Regions from separate parts of the Mus musculus genome. Here region 1 is linked to region 2. The links are chromatin contacts, called in public Hi-C maps. All regions are on one chromosome and are shown on one strand. Each heading gives the region's core, a stretch centred on a gene start, on an enhancer-like site or on the middle of the called end of the contact. The rest is flanking DNA. Distances are from core to core; before and after follow the strand shown. Region 1 overlaps Ptprd (protein tyrosine phosphatase, receptor type, D). Region 2 has its middle 120 kb from the start of Gm42299.

Region 1 (6,125 bases), core at 2,001-4,500, 970 kb before region 2:
GCAATAGGTTTTCTCTAAGGGAAACTCAGGCTCTCAGTCCTATCACATTCTCCCTGGGGTGGGAGGCAGCATTTGAGAGTCTCAGTTTCACCATCTCTAAGGAAGAGAGAATAACCACCCAAACGATGACAGTCCAGCTAACAGTGTAATAAACAATTCTTATTTTTTAAGGTGAAAAAAGGACCTATGTAAGCTCTATATGTGTTAGCCATGTGTATGCTTCATGCTAGGCACATGTTTAATTGTTGACTGATTTAAAACTCAGATCTGTTGGATGTAGGTGTCTACATCCTTCCCTCCTCCTCTGCTTTCTGGTGTATATTTGTTGTAATCACTGCATATCCTAGAACAATCTTTCTTGCCCAGCGTGTTCATTGCAGTCTGTGCATATTAGCATGCCTCAGTACACCACTATCTCAGAAAAGCTTTCAAACTAAAAGCTAGAAATGACTTTGCCTAGAATGTACGGGGAGCATTTCCTTTAAAAGTCAAGAATGAATTAATAGATTCCCAAGGATAGCTGTTGATGTGGAACTGCAGTTTTGGGGAAAGAAATGCTTAGAAACGCAGTTAATTAAAATACTAAACCAAAATAAGTGCTTTGAAAAAAGTGCACTGCATCTTAGAAAGCTGCTCAGCCCTTGCCCAGTGCAGCTGTCTTTTCCTCAAAGATCCAGTTTCAAGAGCGGTGATGGATGGTGGTGCCTGTAGCCAGTTGTGGGGTTTGCTCTGAGGTCAAATGTGTTGATGGAAGATAGGAATTTACTTACTGCATTCTGTCTTTCCCTAAGACCCACCAGCACAGTTCCACAGGAAGAAATGAGACTAGCCACATCAAATACCGACACAGTGTCCTATTATAGGTCAAAAGACATTTGTTTAGTGTTTACCATACGATTATTTTCCATCCTCCCCAGCGTTCACTACAACGAAATATTGAATGGCACTAATCATTTCTTTTTTCACACATAGGCCCTCAACTCCCTGGGAAACATATCTCCTCCATGTTGTATTTTAATCGACATATTCTTAAAGGTTTTTAAAGGGGGGGACCTTACCAATTCATTCTTCTCTGGTTGAAATGGTTCAGTCTGATTCCTCAGATCTGTTTTTATACCTTAGTCTAATCTTTCTCATGATTTTTTGACTAGCAGGGAATAATAACCTAGAAATACCTTAAATACTCCAAATCTACTTACTGTTCATGTAATCAGTTTTATTTATTTTTCCTTGGAGGATTATAGTAGTTCCCGACAAGAAAAAAAATGTTGAAAACAACTTCTATCGGAGGCTCCCACGGGTGGGTACTGCTCTGAGCTCTTTCCTTGATTCTTGCTTTCTTCTCTTCATGGATTCTCCTTTCCTGTGATGTTCAGGCCTCCTAGCTTCCATCTCTATTATAAACTCTTTGAATATTGATTAATCTTCTCAGATTCTCCTCTGCTGTCTCCTGGGATATTCCTGTCAAGTTAGCATAGAACCAACAGTTTCTGCATAGATTACCCTGAAAGTAGATTTCATAGCACTCCTCAAGTACCTATCCTAAATTTCTATCAGCTGGACGGATCGTTGTCAATAAAAGGCTTTCCTGAATCACGAGCTCTGAATAATAAACTCTAAATAATATCTCCCATACAGTATTTGTAGTCATTTTCCTTCACACCACACCTCATCTGATTTAGCCCTCCGGAAGGAAATTTGGTGTCATCCTTTGCACCTATCTTCTTCCCTTCTTGTTATCCAGTTCTGTAGTTCTATTCCTGGAATTTCTTTATTGTATGGCTTCCTTTCCCTTTCTGACTTTACCATGTGCTTGGATGTTCTGCAGCCCATAAATAGCTTTCCATGTTGTCTTAGTGTTTTCTCTCTCTTCTTTTCTGAAATGTGGCATTTTCTTTTCCCCTTGTCTATACAATCAAGAGCAAACTCCCCATCAACAGCTGACACAGTCCTCTGCAGGCTGACTGTAATTTGCATGTCCTGCCAGCTTTCTCACTCAGAGCCCCAAGGTGACCTGTTTTTGAGCAAGAGCAGATCCTGAACTATCTTGGGAGTGTCTGCCGTGGGATTTTCTGCTTCTCAGATATGATTCCAAGAATCCCTCTTTCCTCTATGTCTATTGTATCAATTTGTGATCATTGAAGTCTTTCTAAGTGTTGTCTAACCAACTAATGCCCAACTCACTTACTCTGTCTTTTTCTTTGGATTGAATGGAACTAAGGATTTGAATTTGAGTTGTATTTAATTTAAATCATGAATGTAAAGAATAAATTCATCATAAGCCAAAGGTGCTCAGTCTCTGGGTTGCAACCCCCATAAAGGTCCCGTATCAGATTACCATATATATTGGATATTTACATGAACATTCATTATAGTAGCAGAATTACAGTGATTAAATAATTTTGTAATGGGGAGGGGCACCACAACATGAGGAACTGTATTCAACGGTCACAGAATTAGGGAGGTTGAGAACCACTGTAAATATATGCCTATGATGATAAGCTGGAGGTACAGGAGATATAGCTTAGTGGCAGCCTAAGTTATGTGGATGCCCTAGGCTGAGTCCCTTGAAAAAACTTGGGACTCTTGAGAAAGAATTCAGCATTCCTCTTTGGAGAAAACTTCCATTAGTATTGTTGATATTGATCACTAATGATAGTGATCACCGTGTTTTCGTGGTCATGTTAGTGGTAGTTGCTGTTAGTGGTAGTTGATAAAATGTACTGAGTACTTACTGCGGTGCTAGACATTCTGTTTGGTTCCTTCCTTTCAGTATTACATCTAATCCCTAAACTAATATTATGTATATTAAATGCTCATTAATTAGTATTTCTATGTTACAGTTTCAGAGGAAGAAAAACTGTTTAGGACTGAGCTCAAGATTGAGAGCTCAAGGTATTATGAGGGCCAGAATTATGTCAGGCAGTGTAAGCAACTAAACTATCTGTTTCACACTTAAGCTCCTCTTTCTTGTGTACAAAAAAAAAAGAAAACCAAAAAAACAAAAAAAAATCAAAAATCAAAACAAAAAAACAAAAGAACAAAACAGAACAAAAAACAAAAGTTAAAAAATATATCTCACACATGGCAAGCAAGTTCAGTTTCTTTGGCACACATTTATGAAAAATATAAGCATCTGTAGGGTCTCTCTGCCCATTCTGAAGAGTCTCTTCCTTATTCTACTGAGAAACACTCTTCCCTACAGGGGTTTGGGCAGTTGACCTTTGGCTGTTGTTGCTTTCCAGCTCTGCTATGTGGGGTTTCCAAGGCAGTGACGAGAGTTGGACTCAGTCCTGGATATGGTTAGGTGAAGGATCTGTACCAAAAATGATTTTAAAGTAATAAAACCTGGCACTTTCATACTACCCACTAGGAATCAAAAGCATTTTTATAAAGCGAAGTATAAATCAAGCAGGAATCTCCAAAGAGCAGCCTCCCTTCAAAGAGGTGGAGCTCTGCCAAGGGGGTGGCGCATACCTGCTCTGCTTGCTGGCAGCCAGCCTACTGCACGGTTATCTGGGAACTTTCGTCCGTTAGAATGGCTTCTAAAATATTTGCATTTACTGCTCTCTTGATAATTTTATTATCAATAACAGATGGGCAAGTTGATTATTTTTTTTCTCCATTTAACCTATTTTATAGGAGCTTATTAGGGACTGTTTTGGGGTAGGGAGTGGAATAATGTTTCAGATAACTATTTCTGACTAATTATGGTTTTCTAAAGAATAAAATTCAGGATGGTATATTTGTGTGATGCTTTGGATAATTATTTGTTTTCTTGACAGCAGGGCACCCTGAAGTTTTAAATCAGACATGGTACATAAAGTCACATGGAGAATGCTTTTCTTCTTTTATGAGCTTTTTTGTGTCTTAACATTTAAGTCCTTTGGGTCCAAGTTTCCAAAATGTTTCTCACAATGCAAACACTGGGTTATTTAGCCACAAACTTTTCTATAAATTAATCTATTAACCATAACCTCTAGGAAGGATGGGGCAGCACTATTTTCTTTGTGCTGAGAACGTATCCACATTTTGGTTCGTAATAAACGTCTTTACATAAAAATACTTAAAAAATACTTAGAAATTGAGAGTAGCAAATTTAACAAATCTCATATGCTTGCTTAGTTACTACTTTTAAGCAATGGTGGCCTAAATATATGTGAGTATGACTTTGTTTTCCAGGTGCAACCTGAAACTGATGAAATTTTTTTTAACAAATAAAAAAAAGTTTAGAAGAAAAACTGAGTTTAGCATTTGATTTTAAAGTCCATAATTTAGACTATTTTCTCTTGAATCTTCTCTGTTTATCTTGGTGGTACTGGAATAAGTACTAGCCTCTTTCTAGACTTCTTCTGTCTGCACAGTCCAGCATCCTTTCTTTGCTTGAGCTGCAGCTTCTTATGTGCCTTTGACTACCTTTGCTTTTTGGTTCTGTAGTCAGCTTGACCTTTAACAAACCCCAAGAAAATGCTTGTATTGATATTCAGAAACTATCACCTTGTGTGGGTAACATGTGCTGAGATTTTTTTCCCCCACAGTTATGTAGCACCTTTGTTGTTGTTTGAGACAGGCTCTCCTGTATCCCAGGCTGGTTTTTAACTGGCTCAGCAGCTGAGGATGGCGTTGACCTCTTGAGCCTCCCGCCTGTACCTCTTGAGTGCTAGAATTAAGGGAAGTGTCACTACACTTAATTTTTGTAGTTAATAAGTGATGTTTAAAAATAATTCTTATAATGAAAGTATGCAATCCCTGATTTCAAGCAACAGTTGTCTAAGCTGATTTGGATTGAACTTTCATTATTATCTAGAACATACTTGAATTTGGCTTCTGTTACCCCTGTTTGCAAACCTTGAAAAAATACTTAAACAAAGCCACCTGATTCTTGGTGTCCTTTCAAACCCTTTTGTCTTGCTCCCTTACCATCCACAGTCATTTCCTCTTTCCCCTTACTCATCTCGAAAGACACATATTATAGCTTTGCCAAAGTCTTTGCAGTTCCCAGTGTCCCTTTGGGACTTTTCTATAATCTTGAACAGTCTCTGTTCCCACTTGAATGCTCTCTCATTCATTTTCCAAGGCATACAGAAAAATCAGAGATGAGTTAGTTCACGGTCCAAATATTACATGTTTAGGGTCTCCAGTTTATGAGCATATTGTTGACTCCTTTGCAATATTTAATTTATTTTGTTTGAAAAGGTTCCACTTACCTAGTTGGTTACTAAACCACGACAAAGCCAAATCTGAGTAGACTGTGTGTATCCAGTCATATGCCACTAGACAAGACAAATCTGCCTTTACATCTGGCTGTGGTAAGAATTCCCAGATGCACTTAATTCTGACACATGGTCATTATTGAACCAAAAGCCATCGCTTGGCATGGTTATAGCTCTTATTTGTTTTCATTTTAAGGGGCTTCATCCAGGCTGCCAAATATACAACAGGTGCCTTGGTTTTATACTTGCCAATCTGTTGTTATTCAAATGACCGTCCTAACAGAGACTAATGGCATCTAATAAAATGATCTCAGTTCTGGCAAGCCAGGCTTCCAAGAGCAAGGGCAGTAGGAATGCATAGGCCTCACACATAGGCCCCTTGTTTATCTTGAACCACGGACATTTTCTCAAGCTTGGTGTTTCTTGAACACTAGGATTTGTAGCATCAGTCTTATTTGAGATGGACTGGCTGGGTAGTATGGCAAACAGGCTAGATGCTCCAGCTTATTAGTGAATGGCCATGTCATGACTGTAAGGCAGAGCCAGACAGTCTGTTCACGCCAAACAGCTGGCATGTGAGACGGCTTGTATTTCCTCTTGTTAGAAATTTGCCACACTGATTCCATAAGGATGTGGGAAGACAGGCCTGCTACCGGAGATAGCTAATTTGCAAATAGGAAGTGATGACTGGATGTTAGAGTCAAATAATGTATGCAACTTCGGTGTTATACATTTAAAACATTAATAATGAATAGAATGTTATTGCTATTGCTAAAAGCAATAGCTTTTGACATCTGGCCATGCATACTTTTCAAAATTGTGGGTAATAGATGACATAGGTTGGAATTGGGTCTCATGGGAGGGTGCAGATATGCATGAACATGGCAGAGATTTCTGAGATCTTATTTAATT
Region 2 (5,760 bases), core at 2,359-4,858:
TGAAAAAAATTACATGGAGAGAACAAAACTAGAAAAGAAGAGAGAAGAATGAAAATAGATTTTAAAAGAGTCACAATTGTGGCTAAATTTCTCTCCTTATTTTCGTATCCCATCAATACTGTTATATGTTTGTGTAACAAGTTATTTCATGATGTTAAAAAAATGTAGGTCTGCAGACAGAATCAATCTGCAATTTTTCTTGTAATGAACAGTGAGTTTTCTCCGAGTTGGTAATGGGATTCGATTCTATTGTCAGAATGGCAGTTCCCTATAATTCCAAGACAGCCGTTTCCCAATGCCTAGAGATCACATGTCTTGGAATGGGTAAGACAGAAAGGACTGCTATATTAGTGATTTGTCTGAAAATTTCTTCACATTTTGCTTTTTAAGATCTATTAAAATTTAATTACTTAATTTGCATTATAGGAATAATGATCACAGGTTAGTAGTATTTTAAAAGTAGTTTGCATTGGTATAAGCTAATCATTTGCCCAAATATTTAAATATACAGTCCCATAGAACCAGCATAGGTCAGTAAAACCAGCAACAGGAGAATAATGAAGCAATTGTAGAAGTATGACAACTAGTGTGGTGGTTTGAATAGGAGTGGTCCTCATAGACTTAACTGTTTGAATGCTTAGTTATTAGGTAGTGGCACTATTATGAGTTAAGGCCTTCTTGGGGTGGGTGTAGCCTTGATTGAGGAATCAATTCATTGCAGGTGGGGTTTTAGGTTTCAAATGCTCAAGTCAGGCCCAATGTCTCCCTATCCCTGCCACTTGCCAATCCAGATAAAGAACTCTCAGTTACCTCTGTAATACTATGTCTGCTTGTGTGCTGCCATGCACCCCACTATGATGATAGACTAAATATCTGAACTGTAAGTCAGCCTCAACTACATGTTTTTCATTATAAGAGTTGCTGTGGTCATGATATTCCTTCACAGCAACAGAAATTCTAAATAAAACAACTGATCCAAAGGGTAGAATTTGGTGGTCACAAATTCTGGGTTCCAGGTCTAGTGAAACTTTGAGCATTTGGTTGTTCCTTCTAAGTTTACTTTCAATCTGAAGATGGTGAAGAAGGACAGACAGTGTTCATTTGATGGAGTAATGTGAATATGAATTGAGAGAGTATGTATAACAAGCAGCAGGCCAGAAGTAGAGGCTCAGGAAATAGTGGAATTTATTTCCACCTGCTCTATTTCCCCTAAGCTCTATTAAATGTGATCACTTAGTAAATATGTGGGCCAATTCCAAGCAGACTTTCAGGTAGAGTAGTAATTGTCACAAGCTCTAATGCCCAAGGATGTGGCAAATATGGTGAATATCATTATTTGAAGACGAACCATAGCTGTGGGTTTATAGTAGGGTCCAATTCTCATTTGAAATTTGTTTTTTTTTTTCTACCTAGGACAAACCTTTACATATGACCACTATAGCACAGTAACCTGAGCTCATCACTGCCTGTAATTATCTCAGACACAGTTTTGAATGGCTAATACTTCAGTAGCCCACATTATCCAAGGAAATAATTCCAATAAGAAAATAGTCTGCATCCATTAGTTTCCCAGCATACTTATAATGAATATGAGCATATCTTTGTTATTAGTTACTTTTTCTATCATTGTAATAAAATACCTCGACAAAATTAGCTTAAGGCAGAAAGGTTTTACCTGGGTTTACAGTTTGAAGGGATTCATTTCATCATCATAGAGAAGTCATAGCAATAGGAGCTTGAGACAGCTGATCACACTTTTATTTAAGTCATAACATTTGTCTTTATTTCCTTTTTGAATAATCTACAAGTATTATCCGTAAGTGCTGTTTCCTGATCAAGGAAGTAAAAGTGAAAAGGGAGAATGAACTAATAGTTTTGATAAGAACTTAGAAAAATCAGGTTTATGTGTGACACTCCTCTAAGACAACAAAGGCTAAAACAACAACATTGTAATATCCTTTCTGGTGGGGAATGTTTGCTCAACTTAAGCGTTGTAAGGAAATCTTCCTCTCTCACTGTCAGTGCTCACGTTGCTTCTTCTCTCTGAACTTTGTTTATTTTTATTTAAAAAAAAAACAGCTCTCACAATAAAGATTTTTATTTTCCTCCAGGATATTTTAATCCATTTGCATGGGGAATAGTGCCTAGAAAACCATTGGCAATTAAATTATAATGCAAGGAAAGTATCAGAAAACCTCAATCTTTTATGGTTTCATATTGTTCATCTTAACTACCTCATGGTGTCTGGGATTTGCCATAAATATATGCTCTATTGCATAATTGTGGGACACCTAAAAGGTCCTGAAATGGTGGTTTGAAATGGAAAGAGAATGATAGAGTGGGAGCCATGGGAAATATGCATATGGAATGATAAGTTTATCATTCCAGCAGTCCAGTGCCTCAAAGTCCTATACCACCATCCACACCCCAAGACCCCTTTATGCTTTTTGCATATGAGTAGGTAATATTTTTCAATTTCACTTCTTATACTTTTTAATGAATATTTTGTTATTTTGTATTTTATCTTATGTATTCATTAATATTTTATACATGAATGCAGTGTATTCATATCCAACCTGTTTCCCCCAAATGAGAACTCCCATTTCCCCATCTCAAACCTCCTGTATTTCCATGTACATCTCTTCATTTCCTCTTCTTCCTTCTTTCCTCTTTCTCATTTCCTTCTCTCCTCTTTCCTTTCCTCTCCCACCTCCCTAGTTCCTAAATCCAGCATCAATCTTTTTAGCTGTCATTTCTCCTTTACCTCTGTAACCCCCAAATTTACAAAACAGTGACTTTTGACTCCCCAGGCTTCTACTGTTGTGGCTTCTTTGACTCTTAATTCCTTCCTGATTCCCAAATACAGATTGTGAAGGTTAGATCTTCACCATATGAAATTTATGGAGACATTTGTTATACAACAATATATGCAGACAACATCTTCAGACACAAGTATTAGAAGCAAGCAATTTTCTAAGAATTACTGAGAAAGGCACTAGGTGCTGCTGTGCCTGGGAGTTGATGTGGTGTTATGGAGGGATGCTGATGAAATTCAAAACTCTCCTTGTATTTCTGTTTATGAACATGTATACTTTGTTTCCCTTTATTTAGCCACATTTCAGACTCAATTAAACTAATCCATGATTTGATATATCAGCTGCCAATTTTGTTATTCTTCTACTTATTGTTGGCGTACCTTGTTAGATATGGTATTTAAATACAAAACAAAACAGACATGTTTGGAATGGTACATAGTGACATTAGTCCCCAGCCTGCTCTGAACATTTATTCAGAGTGTAGTCCCCTCCCATTCCATTTTCCCTACATCTCTGGCCATGGAACTATTCTCAACTCAGTGTGACTGGGGGATCCTTAGATGGCAGAAGGACACTCGTTTTATGTACCACAGAACTGTTTCTTTGCCTCTTTCCACTAGTCCCAACAGAAAATGCTAATGTCCTCCTGGCAGAAGTGGAACACAGGCAGAGTGCGAGGCATTGCAGTTTTACCAGACAGAGCCAGAAAATAATCTGGTAGGCCTAGTGTGAGTTCTAGGTACCTGGGGCCTCACCAAATGGTAGTCCTATTTTCCCTCTGACTTCTGTGCCTGGTCCACATGGCCTGGCTTTATGCCTCTGCTTCCTGCTGAGACTTGAGCTGTTCACTGAGTTCCAGCACTGTGGACACAGGCTTTTCACGTTGCTCTGCTCCTCAAAGACCTTTCCCCTGGAGAGAAGAAAAATGCTCCAAGTTCTTGCTCTCCCTCCTTCCTTGCTGTTGGCATTTGCTGACTTCCCCACAACTGGCTCCACTCCTGTCTGAACACAGACTCCCAGAGGAGTATCAACCATGCTGTCTTAAATACATCCCGGTGGGAGAAAGTAGCTGAGCCAACATGTTCCGTTTCATCTGTCAGCATGCAGGAAGGGAGCAGAGAGTGTTCTTATCCCCTTCAAGTGTTGTGTAACCACAATCTGTGACAAATTTCACACAGAAAAGGAATCTGAAACTCATGTGAAAGGCTGAGACAAAACTCAATGGGATAATTTTGCATCCCTTAATTCTACACTACTTACCATATTCCTGATGTACAGGATGCAAATTGTTACGATACATTCTCATTTCACATATTTTTCCACTTCAACTTAAGTCTCACCACTCCTATATAACAATTAACATATCAGTTACTCACTATAGCAAACCTGTATTCAGAGGCCAAGAAGGGAGAGCCACATGGCTAGTTTTAACCTTCCATTTAACATAAGCCACTTTGTGTGTCTAATTGTAGACCCAAGACCTTTACCAGTCTTTTTCAAATAGTTCTTAATATTTGAAGATCATTATGTTACATTCTCTGGTTTTCTTTCTTTGTTGTTAAACCAAACATTTTTTATGGAAATAAATTGTTTTCATTGGCTATATTATTCTCCCTACTCCCAAATGTTGCCAGATTCTCCCCACATTCCCAACCACCCAATCACCCACACCATTTGTTTCTGTCTTTTTAAAGAAAACAAATTAACAAACCACAAGAAACACACATCATACACAGATACGCACCACAAAAGCACAAAATCAGAAACCAAATTTTACAAGCAAAAGCATAAGAACAACACTCAAACCAAGCAAGGTACATGACACATAAAGTCCACAAATATTATTGAATTCATTTTGTGTTAGTCATCTACTTCTGAGGATGAGACCTACCCTAAAGTGTAGTAAATATATCCCATGAGACTCCATTAGAGAAGACCAATGTTCCCTTTGCATGAAGGGACCGATTGCAGAGAACTTTTGGGGTAGGGGTGGGAACCTAGGTCTGCTTCTCCTTTGCAGCATTTGGATCCTGTCTGGTTTGAATCTATGCATGCTGCCAAGGTCCATGTGAGATCACAGGGATATTAGGCCTATTGTGGCTGGAAGTATCCTTAGTATAATCTATCCTTGTTGGCTTTTATTCCTAAGAGTAGCCTTACATGCTTCCTCTTCCACATAAGTCCCCAAGCCTTGAGGGGAGGGTTTGATGAAGACATTCCACTTATGACTTAGTGCACCAATATCTCTCATCCTGCACATTGTCTATTTGTTGGTTTTAGTTTTAGTTTCTGGGGATTTTCAATGGAAAAAGTGTGGGAGTACAAGCCTATGACTATAACATGGAACAGAGATACAGAAGAGGGCTATGAACAGAGATTTATGAGAAATGAGACTTTAGAGAAAAACCCTTCAAAAAAGGTTTTTTTAACCCTAGCTAGTGAAATCTTAGATGGCAATATTTAAAAACTTCTGATGTGATCCAGGCTCCCAATGAATGGCCTTGCCTTTTCTGAATGTGGGTTGTCTATGCACAGCAACACAACATTTCCAGAAAGGCTTATACCAAGAATTTACAACATGCTGTGGAAATTGTGCAGTGGTAAGAAAATAGAATCTGGTAAAGTAGGTGTGACCAAAACAGGTTTACTTTTCAATGGAAGAGCCTATGCACTCCTGCATGCATGATTGTTTAGTTTTCATCCTGAAATCTCAAGAGGTTCCTTTGACATGTGAATCCAAAATGGGAGCATAAAAGTTGTTCAGTGTCCTCTGGAGTCAGAATTGTTTTCTCATCTGTCTTTTGTCCCTGTTCAGACTTGCATGAATTACTTCTTCCAAACTGTTAAAATTTTATTTTAACCATCAGTTAACAGAAGCAACAGTAAAGACTTGATCTTTTTCAATTCATTGGTCACATGTGTATATATGTGTGTGTGTATGTGT

Evidence for each region. Hi-C and Micro-C count contacts between places; a contact is called where the count stands out from the background.
Region 1: a Hi-C map of cerebellum shows a contact between it and region 2, with 2.5 times the contacts expected there. The contact joins two enhancer-like sites. A contact is called at or near these places in 3 of 484 Hi-C or Micro-C datasets (cerebellar granule neurons and cerebellum) and 1 of 115 datasets of contacts at active chromatin or transcription factors (embryonic forebrain).

The regions. Positions count from the first base shown.
Region 1 is chr4:76,438,331-76,444,455 of GRCm38.p6, reverse strand. All of the region lies in intron 10 of Ptprd (protein tyrosine phosphatase, receptor type, D), which reads left to right. Among named protein-coding and RNA genes, the nearest start is that of Gm42303, 9.5 kb to the left of the region's middle. Within about 2 kb of position 3,250, at least 22 of the 459 cell types and tissues checked have an H3K27ac peak or open chromatin away from gene starts, as enhancers often do. A contact at or near this core is called in cerebellar granule neurons and cerebellum, where this site is marked.
Region 2 is chr4:75,465,084-75,470,843 of GRCm38.p6, reverse strand. No RefSeq gene overlaps it. Among named protein-coding and RNA genes, the nearest start is that of Gm42299, 120 kb to the left of the region's middle. Within about 2 kb of position 3,608, at least 9 of the 459 cell types and tissues checked have an H3K27ac peak or open chromatin away from gene starts, as enhancers often do. A contact at or near this core is called in cerebellar granule neurons and cerebellum, where this site is marked.